Linked DNA regions of Athene noctua: region 1 is linked to region 2. Evidence: chromatin contacts called from public Hi-C data. All regions are on one chromosome and are shown on one strand. Each heading gives the region's core, a stretch centred on a gene start, on an enhancer-like site or on the middle of the called end of the contact. The rest is flanking DNA. Distances are from core to core; before and after follow the strand shown. Region 1 holds the start of VMA21 (vacuolar ATPase assembly factor VMA21). Region 2 holds the start of GPR50 (G protein-coupled receptor 50).

Evidence for each region. Hi-C and Micro-C count contacts between places; a contact is called where the count stands out from the background.
Region 1: a contact with region 2 is called in a Hi-C map of heart, with 5 times the contacts expected there. The contact joins the promoter of VMA21 here to the promoter of GPR50 in region 2. A contact is called at or near these places in 2 of 2 Hi-C or Micro-C datasets (heart and liver).

The regions. Positions count from the first base shown.
Region 1 is chr11:5,682,131-5,686,175 of bAthNoc1.hap1.1, reverse strand. It overlaps VMA21 (vacuolar ATPase assembly factor VMA21), which reads right to left and starts at 1,425. Exons shown (of 3, transcript XM_074915418.1): 1 at 1,313-1,425. The coding sequence starts at 1,368.
Region 2 is chr11:5,488,127-5,492,243 of bAthNoc1.hap1.1, reverse strand. It overlaps GPR50 (G protein-coupled receptor 50), which reads right to left and starts at 2,218. Exons shown (of 2, transcript XM_074915161.1): 1 at 2,029-2,218. The coding sequence starts at 2,203.

The DNA of each region.
Region 1 (4,045 bases), core at 176-2,675, 190 kb before region 2:
CCTTTTTATCAGATATTGTTCCTCTATTTGAAATGATTTCTCAGTTTCCACGGAGGGAGTTGGAATAACCGTAGCAATAATCAGAACACCAAAGCATTAATAACCTTTTTGCATTCACAGACCTAAAGCTAGAAGACCTTGAGCAAGAGAATCACAATGAAGGATTATGCACTTGATAAGGTCTCCCCGAACTTGATCTGCTGGAACAGGTTTTGTATCTACAAAACACCACATACAGCTCATTTTTGTGCGTGCTTCCACCAGCTTTCACTCACTCTGCTTGGCTGACTACATTATGTTATGCTGAAGTAAACATGTAAGCCAAGCAATACCCCTTTGACTTTCAACAACTACTGAATTCAATGGCACGTGTCCTTAAGGCTTCAAAACACAAATATGCATAAAAACCAATTCAAGTCAGGGATACATAATTCTTAAAACTTCCAGGCACCTCCACAGCAATTTCTGTATACGTAGTTTCAAAAAGTTCTATCAAGACAAATTTGTGCCATAGTATATTGCTTGAAAACACATTTTATCCTTGACGTGCCTTCGGAAAAATAAGTGGAAATGGGAAAAAAAAATAAATCTCATGATCTGACAGTCATCAAAAGACTGTGACATGCAGCCACACACAGCTTTTCCACTAAAGCCAGCAGCACTTCTTGTTGATCATGTACTGCCATACATTTAGATAGCATATTCAGTAGCTTGGAAAAAAAAGGCATTTGGAAACTTTGCCTTTACTTCGTTTCACGATCTGTCGGGGTAGAAAGCATAGAACCATTCAAACTTTTCCTACGGAAACTTGAAACTATTCTCTATGTAACACCTACCCATAGAAGACTAAGATGACCTCCCGCTTATTACCGAAGTTCAATACTGCACTGTTGACAAATACCTTTCTTACACGGACATATTTTCATCACTTCTCTAAGCAGCAAAAACAAGTATTTGCGTATAACCTCAGCGCTAACACGGAGCTTTTAACTGCAGACCGGCCTCCGCGCTCGGGTTTCGGGGTTGCCCAGGGTTACACAGCGCGGCCAAGGCAAACCCGGGGCCTCCTCCACTGTCTCCGGCTCCCCAACAGTGCGGGACGGGCAGACACCCATCCCCGGCTGACCCCCGGGGTGCTGCACCACCATCACCACCCCCCCAGGCTGCCGGTACCAGGCGCCATCCCGCCCGCCGCGGCCTACAGACCCCCCTTCCCCCGGCCAGGCTGCGGCCCGCCGCCAGGCCCCGCCACCCCGCAGGGAGCGTGTCCCTCCCGCCGCCAGGCCCTTCCCCTCCCCTCGACTCGACTTACTGCCTGAAGTCGGGCACGGGGCCCGCGCCCAGCGCCGCCTCGCCGTAGCGCTCCATGGCCGCCGCTCACGGCCCCGCTCTCCGCGGCTCCCGCTCCGCCGGAAGCCGGCCGGGCGCATGCGCAGGGCGGCAGCGCCGCCGTCTCCATAGCAACCGCGGGGCGGCCGCGGCCTAGGGCCGGGCGGTGGGCGCCGCGCCCGGCCAGGCCTGAGGGCGCGGGGAGGTGGCGGGCGGCGGCCCTCGGCTGGGCCCCCGGCTGCAGCCAGTTGTGCTTGGGCAGTGCTGTCTCCAACTACCCCGCGCTGGCCCACCGCCCGCTTGAAACTGTAGAGCAACCCGTGCTGCTTAGGAGCGCCTTCCCTGAGGGCGATGGCAATGCCCGTGCGTGGCACAACTGCAGTCAGGCGCGCCCACGCTTCAGTGGCTTGGGTGAAGGGCAAGGCTTTCCAGCAAATGGCAGTGGTCTCGGAGCCAAAAACTGAGATGTTACTGAGACATTTTGATGAACTCGGTGGTACAAAACACTACAAATTAAAAGCCACAGGGCTTTTCTATGTTGTGCTGTTAGGAGGAGTGTTGGTTCTTTTACAGGTTTCCTGCTCTCTGGGCACTAATCAAAATTCCTTCTCCAGGCAAAGATGCAATTTCTGCTCAAAACCAGAGATAAACAGCCCCTCACACAACTAATAGGTGCTGCAAATGAGACACCAAGGCCTCAGGCAGGTTTCCCTCTCCTGTAGCCTGGCTGAGCACTAAGTGTTTCCAAGATGATGCTCTGTTTAAGCTATTCGTTCACACTCCTGTTGATGCTACTTTACCTAAATACTCGCCAAGGGATGGACCTGAACCCATCTTTTCAACAGAAGACCAGAGTGTTATAATCTCTGGGCTATGCCATCTGTCTCGTTTGCAGGGAAATTAATTGTTTATACTCAGTGAACAGCTCTAGCAGGAACACGCAGCATTGCAAGCTTCCAATAGCTCTGGAAGCCATTTAATTGGACGTTGCCATTTAATTGAGTCTCATATACCACAACAATAAGGTATTTGCCCCTTTCATGCTGCTACCTTACCACTCAGCCATGCCAAATCTTAATTGTGTGAGTCATTAACTGCACCCATAACTCTTCCCTCATGTTTTCCTGCAGCGTGCAGACAGCCAGCATCCCTGCAGCCCAGCACTGTGGCCTCTGCCCTGCTCCTTGCTACAGTGTCACATAGCACATGGCATGGCGGCCTCGTCTTTCATCCGCCAGTATGGCGTTCTGCTACCTGTGACCCTGGAAAAGGAGAAATGTAAGAGAGGGTTGTTTTCTTTGCAAGCAGTAAGACTGAGCAATAAGCACTTTGTTCTTGGTAATTCCTGCTGTGAGTCTGCATGTGAATTTTCCTTGTCTGGCTAGAGGCAACGGCCACTACACCGCACCAGCAGCTACAGTGTGTAAAGGTGAGAGGGAAGGAGCAACAGTCTGCGGCACTCATTTTCTCCCCTTTGTGAATAGTGAGGCCTTCTATTATGTTTACCCCAGCATATGCGCGAAAGAAGGTGAATTTTATTAGAAAGTGGGGGTTTTTTTCCCCCAGCAATGAACATATTCCAGCCAGCAGCTCTCTCCTGTTTGTGAAGATGCAGCACAGTTCAGGCTGTTCAGTGCTTTCAGAGGGAGCTCTGGCTCTCGTGGTCACATTTTCACTATAAACCAACCAATTTTACACTCTACTACAGCCCTCCTCTCATCTGATTTCAGTGCTGCCTGAGCAAGCAAGAGAGACAATTTGCATGAGGGGTGCAGAAGGAGCCTGATGTGGACCAGGGGTGTGCACTGTAGCCCGTACGCAGTTGGATGGGGATGGAAGAAGGGTTTGCTGTGTAACATGAGCTTAAAACTTGAAACTAGTTCTTAAAAAAACCTAATTAAACTCCAGCTAGCCACTCACAAAATCCAAGCCAAACGTGTGAGAAGGTTTTGTTTATTTATGGATTACTCAGCGAACAAAAATAATTTGGCAAAAAAATCAGTGCATAGTTAAGATATAAATCAGATGACTGAAAAATATGAATGTAGGTGCGGTGAACATTTAATCACACGATACATGATGTTCTTTCCACTTCTGGTTTGACTTTCCTGTTTGTTTCCCCAGTAGGAAAGGCAATGACATATGAGAGTTTAATAACAAAATAACAAAACAAGGAAACATAAAAGTGGAATAAGTCTCGCATCATATAAACTTACCATAAAGATGCACATCAATCACTAGAAACTAGCAAATCACTCAAAGCTTAACAGCCCAAGTCATTAACTTTCAATATAAAATTATTCATACTCATCACACCAATGCTTTCATCTACTAGACTAATAACAATTTTGCTGAATGATTTCCTGCATGTTTAACCGCTTTTCTTTCATGAGCACATAAGGGAAGTACAAAACTATTAGAAAAATTTTGTAACTGAGAGAAAAAAAAGCTTTTTATTTGCATTTTTATGTCAGTTATTTTAAAAGATCTGGAGCATACAAAGCCTTGTCCCTTCGCTTCAGGTTTTATACGTCACATATTCTGAAATTTCAGGCAGACCACAGACCTTTCTTGCCTTCTGGATTACAGAACAAATATAAAATTTGCCCTTAGGCAGAAACTGTGCTGCAAGCACAAGAAGCTGCCAATTTAGCTGAGACCAACTGCTATTCTAAGACGTTGTCCTCAACAACGATCACCAGGGGATGCTTGAAGA
Region 2 (4,117 bases), core at 969-3,468:
ACTCACTCCCCAACATGGACAGGTGCAGGATATTGCCTGAACATCCTAAATACACAGGATCTTTTCAGCAAAACAAGATGACAACAGTTAGATGGAGGTTAGACGTTTTACCTTACTGAACTTCACACCATCACCATCAGTCTGACCACCTCGCTTTCCTGCTGAATCCCTCCAGTGCCTTGGCAAAGGCATTTCCAGTTTAGGCTGTTGACTGAAGGGGGAACGATGCTCAGGTCAACAAAGCAGGACGTCTCTCTCAACACCTACCACCATTTTGAAGCAGGTAACACTAAATTCCCCACTAGTCACCCTTCAGTTCTGTGTGCAATGAGAGCCACCTTCCCTCAAATCAGGGATGCCAGCAAAGATTTCACTTGTGTTGGCTTTACACTTCCATCCCGATAGCTTGTACATAGAGCAGACAACAAGCTACTGACAAGGATTAAGGTTTGGAAAACATCTCCATGGTCACTTTAAGGGAAAGCTGTTCTTTTTCACTTTCACAGGGACTCCAGCTTAATTCACAGCACAGGCAGTCTTAAGAAGTGAAATGCATTCACGTGATTAAGAATTGGAAAGGTGATGAAAGCACATAAATAGTTTCAAATGTGCCTGCTGCTCAACAAGCTAGATAACAGAAACTACTTTTGCCGGGAGAAGGGAAGGGTGTCTCTACTTATCTTTCCCAGAACCACTGATCACAAGCTCACAGTCCTCACATTAAAAAAAAAAAAAAAAAAAGCTGAAGAGAATGGAAAATCCCTTTCCCAACTATATTAAAGTTCTCACAAACCCAGTACAGCATGTCTGTGTACTGTGGATGCTATGGGTCACGTTTTGTGAGCCAGTTACAGAGCAACTCACTGGTGGAGGTCACTGCATCCAGCGCCTGCCCGAGCCAGTAGCCATTTGTGTGCTATCGTTAATAAATCAAATGTTAAGGGCGCTGGGGGGAAATTGTCCCGTCAGTCTTAGCCATCAGCTGCTTTTACCAAACTTTGTTGAGTTACTCCATATTTACAGAAGATTGAGAGGGACAGAGATCAGCATCTCCAAAACACTTACAACTTTGTTTTACACATTATAAACACTGGAAATATTTCATTAAAACCATTTTATAATCTGTAAAACTAAAGGTCATTTTACATCTTTCACTGTAGAAGTGGGCAGTGGTGTAGTCCTTAGCAAAACATACTCTGTGATATGTTTTAAGCAGCGCTACACAGACTCCTTTTAACTCTTTACAGAGCAATTCATATCCAGTTTTATTTCTTTGCTAAAATAACAGCACCTTGAAAGCAAAACATTCCTCCTCAAAAAACCACAGCCTTCTTAGAAATGGTTAATATCAATATAATTTTGGTAATTTTCCTAGATTAATTCATTAGGGAGGTCAATACCTAAGGCTCCAAAGCAGACTTTCAAACTACCCATGGAAAAAACATGGAAAAAAATCTGTGTTCTGCGTTCAGTTGGTCACCTAAAGCTCAGCAGCTTTAAGAGGAATATGTTAAAACAGATGCAAGGCTGGGCCGTAAAAGCAAGTGTTCAGCGTTGTCACAGACTCGTCTTAAAGGCAGGAGCGGTCCTTCCCCTGCCCCTGCCTGGCACCCGGGTTTTCCTTGGCCGCCGGCTCCCCCCAGCCCGGTGCGGCGGGAGGGCTGCGGCCGTTCCCTGCGCGGCGGCGGGAGTTCAGGCTCCTCCACCCGCGGCTGCCCGGGGCAGAGCCACGTCCCGGGAGGTCGGACGGGGCGGGCGGACAGCGAGGGGGGACCCCGCGGTAGCTCGGGTCACCGCAGAGAAGCGGCGGGCGGGTGCTCCTCTGCCTCCTGGGCAACTCGCCACCGGCTCCCGGGGCCAAGAAGCCCTTCACCGCTCCGGTGCCAAGGAGGGGCCGCGGCTCCGCCGACTCCCGCGCGGGGCCGGGGCAGCCCCGGGCGCGGTGCGGTGCCGCTCCGTTCCGCTCCACCCGCCGCCGGCAAGTTGGCAGCGCGGCCGCGCAGCCCCCCGCGCCCGCCCCGCGCTCACCGGCGTTGCGGAGCTTCTTGTTCCTCAGCACGGAGAGGATGACCAGCGCGTTGCCCAGCACGTCCCCCACGATGGTGAAGATGAGCACGGCCGCCAAGGCGGTGGCGGCCCGCGCCGACGAACCCCGCTCCGGCCGGCAGCCGGGGCAGCTCCCGTTGCTCCCCGCCCGCTCCATGCGCGCCTCTGCCCGCCGCCTCCTTCTCCTCCTCCTCCTCCTCCTCCTCCCGCCCCGACGGCAGCCCCCGGGCCGCCGCCGCGGGGAGGAGCGCGCCCGTCCCGGGGGGTGCACGCCGCCCCCTCCCCCGGCGGTGCCACCGCCCTGCCCGGGGCGGGGGGGGGGGGGTGTGAGACGGGGGGGGTGGGGGCTGCCCGGTGCTCGGAGCGGGGCACCCGCCGCGCTCTCCGGTCCGATGGTGCCACCGCGCGGCGGCGGCGGGCAACGGCGGGACGGGGCGGGGAGCGGCGGGGCAGCCCCGGGGCCAGGCTCCCGCCGTGCCAAGAGCCCGCCCGCCCCCCCCACCGGGCTCTGAACTCGCCCCCCCCCCCCCTTCCACCTCGGAGCCGGCCGCCGCGCTGCGCCGAGGGGATGGCCGGTCAGGGTGAAGGATTATGTTTATTCTTTGCCCACGGAGGAGATCGGGGGCAGCGGGCCCGGCCCGAAGCGGAGACCCGGGGAGGGAAGGAGGCGGGCAGGCAGCCGTGAGCGCCGGGGCTGTCCGCACCCGTCGCAGCCGCCGAGGAGCCTCCGACGGCTCCCGGCAGGGGTGCGGAAAAGGGAGAGGAGCCGAGGTACAGGTTTGCACATTCTCCGTGTCGCAGGAGGGTTTTCTCTGCCTTTGTTGCCCGCTGCAAGCCCCGCTCCGCGGCCAGCGCGCCACCCCCCACCCCCCCTCGAGCCAAACGCATCCTCGCAAGAACTTTTTCAAGCAGTTATGTGAGAACAACCCCCTTCGCTGTCGTTTTAATGCTTGTTACTGATTCTAGCGTGTGCGCTGCGGGAGCCTCGGCAGTAATTCCAGGTTCAGCAGTCCCCTTGCGCAGTTCTGAGCCCCGGGCAAGCAGCTCCCCGCGGGGATTGCCCCCCCGCCCCCCCTCCGATCTCAGGGTGGGACTTCAGGCACCTTCTGTGCTTTACTCCACACCAGCGTGAGAAAGAAGAGGCCAAGCCCCTGTGGTCAGACTGCGGCTGCCATACTGCAACCACATGAATTCTCAGCTTCATTTAGAAAATAAACACAGAAAATAGGATTTATGAGGTGTGGCCATCCGCCGTGATGCTGTGCTAGGGCCTGGGGGGGGGCAGGAGAGGGCAGGGGGGCACCGGGGCAGCCCACCCCAGCGGCACCTCTCCCGGCCTCGGCCCTGAGCAGCTTCTCTGCGCGGGTCAGAGCGCCCCAGCCAAGGCCAAGGCTGTGTCACAACCCAGCTTGGGGGTTTTACAACTGCCCGGTTGAGTGCCTCAGTAACAAAGCTAAAAGCAAATGCTTTGATAGCTTATTCCCCGCCAGCAGCAGCGAGGCACAGCCGAAACGAGCAGCAAACAGGGTCTGCCCTGGCCCCGTGGCATGGGGTCAAAGCCAGCCCCGCATCCAACTCAGGCCTTGGCTGAGGCAAGCTGCTTTGAGCAGCTTTCTACCCTTTCCCCACGACTGGAGAGCACTCAATTTTGAAACAAAATGGGTTTTTTGAAGATAATGATCAAACACATGCATTTTCCAGTTGTCAAAGAGAGCATTTTGGCTTGAAGTTTGGTTTCTGCTGACTTCTTGGTTGGTACTCTGCACTGAATTCTGTATAGTTTTGCTAATATTTTCTCTGTGTAAACCAAATATTTTGTTCACAGACTTTCGTCTGGCATGTGTTCAGGACGTACCTGCGGTACAGGAGCAGGGGCTGGAGCAGCTCACGTGGACACATCCATCCAGCACCTTTCACCGTCACGCTGTTCTGCTCCGGCACCTGTTTGCACCATTAAGACACTCTCAGATGTATTTCAGATGTGGAGGACTGGGATGTGACTTCAGAGGACCTGAACTTTATATGCAGGTGTCTTGGACTTGCTAGTAGAAACATGGTTTGAAACTAATGA